2 separate regions of the Ovis aries genome follow, and region 1 is linked to region 2. The links are chromatin contacts, called in public Hi-C maps. All regions are on one chromosome and are shown on one strand. The core of a region is the stretch at or near the end of the contact, and the rest is flanking DNA. Distances in the headings are between cores, read along the strand shown. Region 1 holds the start of ANKRD37 (ankyrin repeat domain 37). Region 2 holds the start of CFAP97 (cilia and flagella associated protein 97).

The links. A called contact is a pair of places that touch in the nucleus more often than the background predicts.
Region 1: a contact with region 2 is called in a Hi-C map of hypothalamus, with 2.7 times the contacts expected there. The contact joins the promoter of ANKRD37 here to the promoter of CFAP97 in region 2. A contact is called at or near these places in 2 of 16 Hi-C or Micro-C datasets (blood and hypothalamus).

The regions. Positions count from the first base shown.
Region 1 is chr26:14,838,048-14,843,986 of ARS-UI_Ramb_v3.0, forward strand. ANKRD37 (ankyrin repeat domain 37) reads left to right here and starts at 3,512. Exons shown (of 5, transcript XM_042241508.1): 1 at 3,512-3,618; 2 at 3,838-3,990; 3 at 4,718-4,890; 4 at 5,416-5,619. The coding sequence starts at 3,592.
Region 2 is chr26:14,709,374-14,714,926 of ARS-UI_Ramb_v3.0, forward strand. It overlaps CFAP97 (cilia and flagella associated protein 97), which reads right to left and starts at 2,032. Exons shown (of 5, transcript XM_012105740.4): 1 at 1,956-2,032. SNX25 (sorting nexin 25) reads left to right here and starts at 2,027. Exons shown (of 19, transcript XM_060407059.1): 1 at 2,027-2,682.

The DNA.
Region 1 (5,939 bases), core at 2,262-4,761, 130 kb after region 2:
TTAATAGTGATATGATCTTAGATAAGTTATAGAAATCTCCCTAAGTATCAGTTTCCTTTCCTATCTGTATTAACTATGGGGCATAATAAGTGCCCAATTAATGTCAATGTACCTCAACACAATAACATATTGGAATAGACATTAGTGGTCACTTAATATAACTTCCCATTTGTATATCTTTTTTTCACATCACTGCTATATGTGTAACATATATTGCAACCAGGCTGAATTACACACAGTTCTCAACACTGGAAGATATTTAACACTTCTTATAAATTCTCTTCCTCTTCTGGATGACCTAGCAAACTCTTACCCTTCAAGTCTTAGTCCACACATCTTTCACTCATTTGGTCACTTAGTCATCATTCAACCTTTTTTTTTTTTTTAAACTCACTCTAAATGACACCCTTCTGGAAACACAACTACCAGCAAACTACACATAAGTAGAATTGGTGATGCTTAGAAGAGTGACTACTCCATATGTTTCTTAGACCATCTACCACTTTAGAAAATTGATCCCACCTGCTATATGTTCTGTAAAATCTCCAGTCCCTTGCCAGTAAGATACTGTCCCCTAGTCACACACACACACACACACACACACACACACACACACACACACACACACACACACACAAAGGTATAAATGAACTTAATTGACAAAACAGAAGTAGAGTAACAGATTTAGAAAACAGACTTATGGTTACCAAGGGATAAGTGAGGAAGGGATAAATTGGGAGATGGGGCTTGTAGTATACACACACTACTCTATATAAAATAGATAATAAAGAACCTACTACATAGAACAGGGAACTCTACTCAATACTCTTTAATAGCCCATGTGGAAAAAGAAACAAAGAGTGGATATCTGTATATGTATAACTGATTTACTTTGCTGTATACCTGAGACTAACACAATATTGTGAATCAACTATACTCTAATAAAAATTTAAAAATAAAGAAAAAAAACAACAAAAAAGAAAAACAAAAGAAAAACGATATTGTTCTCCGAATGTATTTATTCTGTATACTTCTGTACTCCACCAGCTCTATTCAGTTTTCAGAAAGCTTTTAGGCCCATTTCTCAGAGTAAATCAGATACTTAGCTGAGACATAGCTGAGACATAAAGAGTTGTCTGGAAACATTATGAGCGATGGACAAGTATGCAGTGATTAAAGGGACAAAAGATTTAAAAACTACTCACAAAATTCCCTTTCCTTGTGAAATTTAAATATGTCACAGGAAGTTAACAATAAGTACCAGATTTAATGCATGCTGAACAGAATCTTGTTTTCAAGAAAAAGGATGTAATGTGGAGGTGCATGTATCACACAAATATTCCATTTCATATGTTAACTGCAAAATGTATGTTTTAGAACTCTAAGAACTTCTTTGATGACACCTTGTATTAGTTAGGAATTCTTGAAAATGAACATCGTGCAAACTTGAAGCTTAATTATATGCTTTGAAAAATAGTGCTTATCTAGATGAAAAACACGAGAAAAGGAAAACTGGCAATATGGACATGTGTTCTCATATATCTCTGACAGTCTTTAAACAGCACAAAAAGTACTGTGAATAGTTTAAATTTAAAAAAAGAACACAAGCATGATTCTATACATGTTTGAATATAAGTGTGTGTGTGTGTGTGTGTGTGTGTATGCTTAAGTACACATATAAACAAAGATGTTTAAAACTACCCCTTTGCAAACAAAAGAAAAGAGAATTTTGCTCACCAAGTCTTTTAGGCAGCAAGGCACTGAATACTTCAGATGAAGAGACTAAGGTGATAACAGGAGGTGCACTCAGTGCTTCAGACAGAGGAAGTAAAAGATGAAAAGGGGATGCTGTGTGCTTTGGACAACCAGGCCCTTAGTTAAATGCATTTCCTGAAGAATTTTAATGAACTCTGCTTCCCATACATAGAAAAGTACTATAATCATTAACTTGGAATATTTGTTCTTTGTAATTAGCAGAGATCTTTTACCAAGATACATGTTGACTGTAGGTACTCCCTAACATCAAAAAAATCACATATAAACTAGCTTCCCCACTCCCACCTCTTTGGCGTAGTTCCTCAGCGCTATCTGAAGGCTGTCTCTGGGTCTACAGTCCTCAGTAAAACCCTGAATAAACTTTAACTCACACCTCTCATGCTGCACATTTTTCTCTAAGTCGACACCTTGGATCAACTGCATAAATCTGGTAATATAAATTACTGCAAAATTAGTTTATGGCTATTACAAAATAAACAAGAATCTGTAACCAAAATTAGAACAAAAAGGCCACCCATCTATCTTCAGAGGACACTGAGCTTGTTCTCCAAAAACAGAATAAACTCAGTCTTGCCCTCAAAAGGTACCAGCACATAGAGGGGAACAGATTAAGATAACAGGGAAAATAAATACATGGTTGGAACTTTAGCTTTTAGCTAGCTTAACCTGGGGAAGAAAAAAAAAGTGCTTGGGAACTGTCCAGACATAAAAATACACAGTCAATGGCTATGGCTTTGAAGTCAGGATGTCTTGTTTCTACAATTTTCTCAGGTACGGTCAGCCCTGCCCACGGGGAAGAGCCCCAGTGGTCATAAACATCCATGGCCTGAGTGCGGGGCTCCAGGCTCAGGGAGCTCAGGGCTAAGAGCTGGCACCACCATTTCCCCAGGCCACAAGTCCAGTACTGTACCTGACCTGTCTATGAGGGGCCACATTACAATGGCAGGCTCACTTTACGTCACTCCCGGAAAGGGCATGGTGTCATTTTGGGGTGTGGGTGAAGCAGTCCTGTGGGAAAACCTAGCCCCTTGGCTCACGTTAACCGCCCCTCCACCACCACCCGCTCTAGCTTTCCTAAATGTCCAGGGCCTGAGGGACAGAGGCAAGTCTGGGGCGGCTTTGAACACGATGACTCAGAAAGAGCTTTCTTTCCTCAGGAGCTAGAGGCTGGGGCCGCGGGGGTCCAGCACCAAGCGCAGTAGCAGCTTCTAAAGGTTGCGTTGCCGCCCAAGATCAAGATCCTGGTAGCTCCCTCATTTCCTGGTTACGTGCGAGCTAGCAGAAACCAAAACCTCCACCCGCGACTTCCGCTTCCCCAGAGGGACTAATGAGCTAGGCACAAGCAGCGTGAGACGTGCCGAACTCTGAGCGCCTCATGGCGGCGGGTGAAACCCAGCATTTCTGACTCCGGTCCTTCATGGCGCACGCGTAACGAGGCCTGGGAGGGAACGGCCTTAGGGCTCCGCCCCAAGGTGGGCGGGCCTGACACCTCCTCTTGGCCAATCAGCTGGCGCATCCTCGCTGCCTCCTCCTCAACCCTGCCCCAGCCAACCTCCCTGGGCTCCAGGTTACACGTGCTACTGTTTGTGTACGTGCGGCTACTGCTGGGCGGAGAAAGGCTGAGAGCCTAGGGTTGGGCTGCTCAGGCCGAGCCGCAGCTGGGGCACGGCGGGGAGGGGCTGGCTCCCTGGCTCTGGTGATCTTTTAAATTCTCCGGCTCTCGGGCTGCCTGTCCACTCTTAACTTGTCCGTCTGCAGCGAGCGCCGCACTGCTCAGCTCTCCCAAGGACGCCTGTCCTCTACTTTAGGCGGGAGATGCTGCTGCTCGATTGCAACCCAGAGGTGAGACTCAGGCTTCTTTTGTCCGGCAGGCTTAAGCGTCCAGATGTCTGTCTTCTAGAGAGGGCTAGATAGGGTGAGGGTGTACTGACCACTTGGCGCTGCCAAGTCAAGCCTCTTCAGAGTTGGAGGGTTTTTGGAGTAGCGGAGGATTTCAATCCCCGGAGGGCAGGAGCCTGGACAAAAGCGAGAAGGGGTGCTGGAGCTGTTCTTTTCTCGCAGGTGGATAGTCTGAAGCATCTGCTGGAGACCGGGGCCTCCGTTAACGCACCCCCGGATTCCTGCGAGCAGTCGCCTGTCCACTTGGCTGCAGGTGGTGGCCTTGCTTGCTTTCTTCTCTGGCAGCTGCAGACGGGCGCTGACCTCAACCAGCAGGTAACTAGGTAACTGATTGTTGCCGTGTGCAACCCTCCCCTTCACCCCAAATCCACACAAACATTTCTTAGACATCAAGATATTGTCGTTTCAGTTGTTAGAAACATTAGTACAGCGATGCCCACAGAAGTGTGAGACACTATGTAACTTTACAGTTTTCCAGTAACCACATTAATGAAGCGAAACATTTAGTAAACTGACCCAATTAATCAAAAATATTATCATTTCATGTGTAATCAATATAAAACATAACTGATATATATATAGGACATGCCTTCTCACCCTCCGTGTATTTTACATTGACAGCACATTTCAGTTCGGACTAGCCACATTTTAGGTGCTCATTAGCCGGATAGATGGCTGCTGGCTACTACATCGGACATTTCCAGGGTCTACCATTCATTTCCAAAGGAACTGCTCAATTACAAAATTAAGTCTCAAGGTAGCACAACTTATAAGACATGCTCACAATCAATATAATTCCTTATAGAACTTAGGGTAGTTTGCATCTTCCATTGAATGTTAAATTTTAAATTGTAATTTTTACTTCTGTAGGATTCTATTTTGCTTTTAATCACTTAAAATTTAATGTATGTAGCTATGACTGCACATGCTTTTATTAGTGACAATTCTGTATTTAATAGGGCACCAAGTGAACTTTATTTTAAAGAAGAATTAAAAGATTCAGTCCAGTACAATGCAGTTCTAACCCTACTTCCTCAAATAGCTTCCTCAAGCAATAAACCTCACTCATCAACTTCCACAAGAGTGTTTTGGGGAGACTAAAATATGCTGTCTTGTCTGTAAGGATGTTTTTGGAGAAGCTCCACTACACAAGGCAGCAAGAGTTGGAAGCATGGAATGCCTCAGCCTGCTTGTAGCCAGTGATGCCCAAGTTGAGTGAGTATGGAATCAGTGACTTCAAGTGTTATATTTTCTTGGGTTAATCAGACTCCTGCAGCTCAATTACATGATGCTTGCCTAACTGATAATGTAGTGGAACCATTTAAATGTTAACTTGGGCTGTTAATGATTACCTGATACTACTCAAGTAAATTAAAAAATGGATCCTAAGCAATCAGAGGTGCAGTTCTTTTCATATGTCATGGCAGTATTACATCTTAGTTTTAAAAAATCCATTCTGTAGATGTTCTCACTGACTTCCTTTGTGTACTCACTCATTGTATTGAAAACAGAATACTTATTTGTGCAGAAATGAAGTGCCCATTCTGTGCTGTCCTCTGTGCCAAGTAAGGACAAATAGTGAGCAAACATGGAATTCCTCTGTGCTTCCTTTACCTCTTTTATTCTGCAACCAACATTTGTATGAGCCCAAAGCACCTTTGTTATAAATATATTTTAAAAAGGCTAAACAACTGTCAACTTTTACTTGAACACTTTTTTTTTTTTTTTTTTTGGTCTTAGTTTATGTAATAAGAATGGGCAAACAGCTGAAGATCTTGCTTGGTCATGTGGATTTCCAGAATGTGCCAAGTTTCTTACAACAATTAAATGTATGCAGACAATAAAATCAAGGGAACACCCCAATAAAGATCATTGTGTTCAAGTGCTCACACAGAAACGAAGTTTGGGAAGTGAGGAAAATATAAGTGGGAAAAGGAAGTGTTGGTAAGTAATTCAGTTTCTTCGTTCTTCCTCACTGAAGGATTTCTTATTTAAAACAGAATTTATTGTTTCATTTAAATATTGCCAGTCTTATGTTTTATATATCTTTTCATTCTCATTAACACATTTTAATACTGGATGTAGTAACTACTACTTGACTTTAGAGACCAAAAATTGTCCTGCATGGTGGAAGACTGGGGAGGAAACCTTTTTTAAAAAAAAGTTTTAATGTTAATATGTTTTTCAACAACAGATGTATTGGTCATGAAGAGGTGTGGAGAAGGTCTTCACTTCATGCAGGTTTACCGCTCAGCTAAAAGCTG
Region 2 (5,553 bases), core at 782-3,281:
CCTAACATCCAACAGATGGGTTATTGTAAAGATTTAAACGTTCAGGTTTTTCCAGTAGTCATGTATGGATGTGAGAGATGGACTATAAAGAAAGCTGAGTGCCAAAAAATTGATGCTTTTGAACTGTGGAGTTGGAGAAGACTCTTGGGAGTCCCTTGGACTGCAAGGAGATCCAACCAGTCCATCCTAAAGGAAATCAGTCCTGAATATTCATTGGAAGGACTGATGCTTAAGCTGAAACTCCAATTCTTTGGCCACGTAATGCGAAGAACTGACTCCTTAGAAAAGACCTTGATGCTGGGAAAGATTGAAGGCAGGAGGAGAAGGGGACGACAGAGGATGAGATGGTTGGATGGCATCAGCAACTCGATGGACATGAGTTTGAGTAAGCTCGGGGAGTTGGTGATGGACAGGGAGGCTTGATGTGCTGCAGGCCATGGGGCTGCAAAGAGTTGGCATATGACTGAGCAACTGAACTGAAGCATTCAGGTGACTTAAATGAACAGAAAAAATATCTAACTGTCCCAACCACTAAGCAGTCCTTTTGATAACCATCACTTCAGTTAGTGAGATTCAATTTACATTAAAGAGTAATAAAAACATGGACTTAATAAGATAGTAAAGTTTCTCTTTACAACATATTGGGAAAGCGTAAAAATCAAATGACAGTTCATTAGACTGCAATAACCCTGCTGATACTCAATAAGAACAAGTACTTGCCAAAGCTGCCCAGGAGTTAGTTCAGTTCAGTTCAGTTCAGCCGCTCAGTCGTGTCTGACTTTTAGCCACCCCATGAATCGCAGCATGCCAGGCCTCCCTGTCCATCACCAACTCCCAGAGTTCACTCAAACTCACGTCCATCGAGTCGCTGATGCCATCCAGCCACCTCATCCTCTGTCGTCCCCTTTTCCTCCTGCCCCCAATCCCTCTCAGCATCAGAGTCTTTTCCAACGAGTCAACTCTTCGCATGAGGTGGCCAAAGTACTGGAGTTTCAGCTTTAGCATCATTCCTTCCAAAGAACACCCAGGGCTGATCTCCTTTAGAATGGACTGGTTGGATCTCCTTGCAGTCCAAGGGACTCTCAAGAGTCTTTTCCAATACCAGAGTTCAAAAGCATCAATTCTTTGGCGCTCAGCTTTCTTCACAGTCCAACTCTCACATCCATACATGACCACTGGAAAAACCATAGCCTTGACTAAACGGACATTTGTTGGTAAAGTAATCTTTGCTTTTCATTTAGACACTCATGGTTCGTAGAGCCCTTGCAGAACCAGCAATACAAATACCAACGCTTTCTCCTTACATCAGGAAAACAACACAGAGGAATCCGGCATTTTTAACTGTCATTTTAGGTACTGGGACATGACGTTTCTGTAGTTAAGACATATGATTTGGTCCAAAGAAGGTAACCTACTGGATACCCGAAAATCTCAGCCCAAAGGAAACACCTGTCTTTCAGGATCTGAGGTTCCTTACACTACCCACTCCGGAAGCCACGACGTAGCGGATAACTGACATCACCCTCCCTCCTCTGAGTTCAGGGTCAAGTTCTGCGGAGGTGGGCGGGGGAGACCTGAGCCAGGATCTCCCGGGACGGGGTGGGGGGCGATCACATCTTAATTCACGGCCGACCCCGACCCCACACCACCCGCGAACGCGCCCCGAGGTTAGGCCCGGCCATCCCAGCGCTGCCGACGAGGGGCGCTGGCCCTGCGATCGCGCCGGCTCCGGACGCCTCAGTGTGGGTTACACCCGCCTACCGACAAGTCTGCCCGGGCCGCAGAGGCGGCGGGGCCTGGAGGGCTGGGGCAGGGAGAGCGAGGGGCGGCCTGGTCCGTCCGCCTTCCGCATACCGACCCTGTGCGCTCGCCGCGGCCTGGGCCTCGGAGAGGGGAAACGGATCCCGAACGCGGGGCGCGGGGCGCGGAGGAAGGGTCGCCCGCGCGCAGCTCACCGGGCGCCGTAGCCGCAACCTCCTCGCGCCGCCGGCGTCCCGGGCGTGCGCCCGCGCGCGCGCGCTCCCGAAGCCCCTCCAGGCGACCCCAGCGGCCGCCGGAGCTTCCGGAGGCGGAGAGAGCGGAACTGGAAAGGAGGTCGCCTGGGCCCGCGCCGCTGGGCCCGCGGGAACCGGGCGGTGCCGAGGCTCCTCGAGGCGGGCGTCACAGAGCGCGGCGGGCCCGCCCCGCTCCCGGGCGCGCGGGGCCTGGCCAGCGGGCGCCCTCTCGGATGGAAAGGGACGCGGGAAGAAAGTGACCTCCGGACCCTCGGCTGTGTCCTGCAGCGCCCAGGTGTTAACTGCTGCCGCCTCCGCTGCTGACGAGGAAAGCCGCTTTGATGGTCTTGTGATGTACCCAAACAGCAAGAGTAATAATAAATATGGAGGCAGCTGATATAAATATGCTTATATCAGCAAAGTTCGGTTTAAACAGCCCTGTGGGCCAGGGGCTGGTAAACACGTGAGAAAGTCCTCTGACTGCTGGTAAATGAGATGGGTAGTTCAAACAATCTGGGAAAAATGATCTCCGTCCACTGTATTGAATGCAGCCCTTTTTTGTTTCAACTCGCAAGCACATAGTAGGTGCGACAGAGCAGTGGCACCCCACAGATGCCGGCCTGCTAATCTCAAACCTGTGCTGTGATTAAGGATCTTCAGATGAGAACATCAACCTAGGTTATCCCAGGTGAGCTCAATGTAATCCCAAGTGTCTTTATAGGAGGGGAGACAGGAGATTTGAAGTCAGTAATAAAAACAAAACATGGCCATGGAAGCAAGAGCTTGTAATATACACCGTGGTGACTACAGTTAATACCCTGCTGTATATCTGATAGAAGCTGGAGATTCCCCATGGACAGAGGAGCCTGGTGGGCTACAGTCCATAGGGTTGCCAAGAGTCCCACACCACTGAGGCAACTTGTCATGCACTGGAAACTGACAAAGGGAAGAAAAAGGATTCTCCCCTTGAAGCTTCCAGAAGAAAAGCAGCCCGGGTCACACCTTAATTTTACTTTTGACCTGCAGAACGGTAAGATAAAGTCATGTTTTAAACCACTAAGTTTGTAGTAATTTGTTATAGCAGCAACAGGAAATTAATACAATAGGTACCCAATATTTTTTTCATGAAAGTGTAGAGAAAGGAACACCTGGTAAGCCATATTGTGCATGCCCAGTCACTTCAGTCCTCCTGGATTCTTTGCAACCCTGTGGACTGTAGCCCGTGAACCTCCCCTGACCGTGGGATTCTCCAGACAGGAATACTGGAGTGGGTTGCAATGCCCTCCTCCAGGGAGTCTTCCCCACCCAGGGACTGCACCTGAGTCTCCTGCATTGGAAGCAGATTCTTTACTGCTGCACCACCTGGGAGGGGACCTTCACATGGATTTAAACATGGAGAGATGTAATTCATTGGTTCCAAAGACAGACAAAGCTGAGCACACGTGTATGTAGGCCCCCTCTCATTTAATTCCTGGCTGGGCCAATATGATTTGCTTTGGCCAATGGGATGTTAACAAATGTAACACAAGCAAAAGCTTAAAAAGAACTTGTATATCACATCTCTGGCTTGGTCATGTGAAGAGACCCAAGCAATCTCTGGAAGGATGAGAACTCAGGGAACAGAGACAAGCCCTGTTAATGGAGGCTCCATAGCCAGAGTAGTCCTAGCTTGTGCACCAGGAGATCACAGCATCGTTAGTGACTCAGACAAGAAGAGGAGAACTGAGCCAACTGACCCCAGACCATTGACTGACCTGCAAAATCATAAGCATATCCAGTGATGGTTATTTGGTGGTAGTTTGTTATATGACAGTAGATAACTGACATACTCTGTTTCCCTAAATTTCAGGTCGAAACTTGGATAAGTTGAAATTATCCTCTTTTGAGGATCTACCCTTGTCAATTCTTTGTCTTGATACCAGCTAATTCAGTGTATACTACTTTGCTTTGTAATTCTCTTTCTCTTTGAAGTTTAATACAAGACACTTCTGCCTGAAAGTTTCCCAAAATGAATATTTTTACTTGAAGAGGCCCACTAAGCGTAATTTGTATATCAATGTCCTAAAATTTTGTTCGCAGATTACTTTTCCTCTTCCAAATGCTATAGTATGTTTCCTTTAAGCTTTAGCAGTCTATTTGTTTTTAAAGTGTTTTATAATTTTTTCACTTCTCCTTTTGAAGTTTGGCCCCACTTACAACCATATTTTCTGTAAACTACACTCTGCTTGAAAGTTTACAAGAGAGAGAGTTAGGTTAACAGACCTGTTATGTTCTTGTGGTAAATCAGCAGAAGAAACGATAATGATATCTAGGTATTTTGATTCCTATTAATGCCTATACAAAATTTTACCCAAGGTGGGCAAAGGCAAATACAGTGTTTTTCTCTCTAATCCTACGGCTACCTTTAAGGAGATCCAGGGGCTTTAAGAAGTATACAAATGGGCTTCCCTAGTACCTCAGACAGTAAAGCATCTGCCTACAATGCAGGAGAGCGGGGTTCAATCCCTGGGTTGGAAAGATCCTCTGGAGAAGGAAATGGCAACCCACTCCAGTATTCTTGCCTGGAGAATTCCATGGACAGAGGAGCCTGGTGGGCTACAGTTCATGGGTTTGCAGAGTTGGACATGACTGAGCAGCTAGCGCAATACTAAATAGTGAAGAGGAAGATTCATTACATATTATCGACAGAGATTGGGTGTTGTATACCTATTTACACTCTAGTACTTTAAATGTCAAATTTTCACTTAATTTATCCCTATAGTATCCCAATGAATTCAGACAGACACCATTCCCAGCTTACCAAAAAGAATAATGAAGATAGCCCATGGAGTGTTTAATTACAAAGCTGTCAGAATGTGCTGGCCATAAGGAATATAATAAATAAGGCATCTCTACTTAATTTGGTCTTAAGTTAGACCTGGGAGGACTCAGCACTGACTTCCAGGAAGGAACTGACTTCCTGGATTCTAATTTAATACCTGACATCTCCCTCAATACCTCTTGATCTCAGGCACTCCCTTGTCACCTCCCAGTGTTCCTCAAACCTTGCACAGGGTAGAAACCAAACTACTACTTTTAAATAAATGTTTGAATTGTCTGTGCTGACTTCGCAGCAATATGACATTTGCTTTAAGGCAGTTTCCTGACCACAAGTGTACATTTCTCCAGATCTCATTCTTGGGAACAATATATATAGTGTGCTGGAAAGATCATGAGTTATAGACCAGGGCTCTCAATAAATGTTAGACAGTTTCCTCTTTAGTGATTATACGATTTTACCAACTTTGGGGATTACTATAAATCATTTTGCACTTGTCGGGTGGCTGGCTATGATACCAGCCATACTCAAAAAGCAACAAAACTAAACACTTACAAAAGCATGGAATACAGGGACTAATAAGCTCATGGATTTAAACCCTGTTTTTTTCTCGTCTGTCATATGGGATGACTAAACGAGACAGAGTTTTTAGAAAGTACCATGAGTTAGTGCTTAAATGCACAAGCCTTAGAGCCAGAGCAGGTGGGTGATAAAACGAAAGTCTGATAACTCTGTAACAGT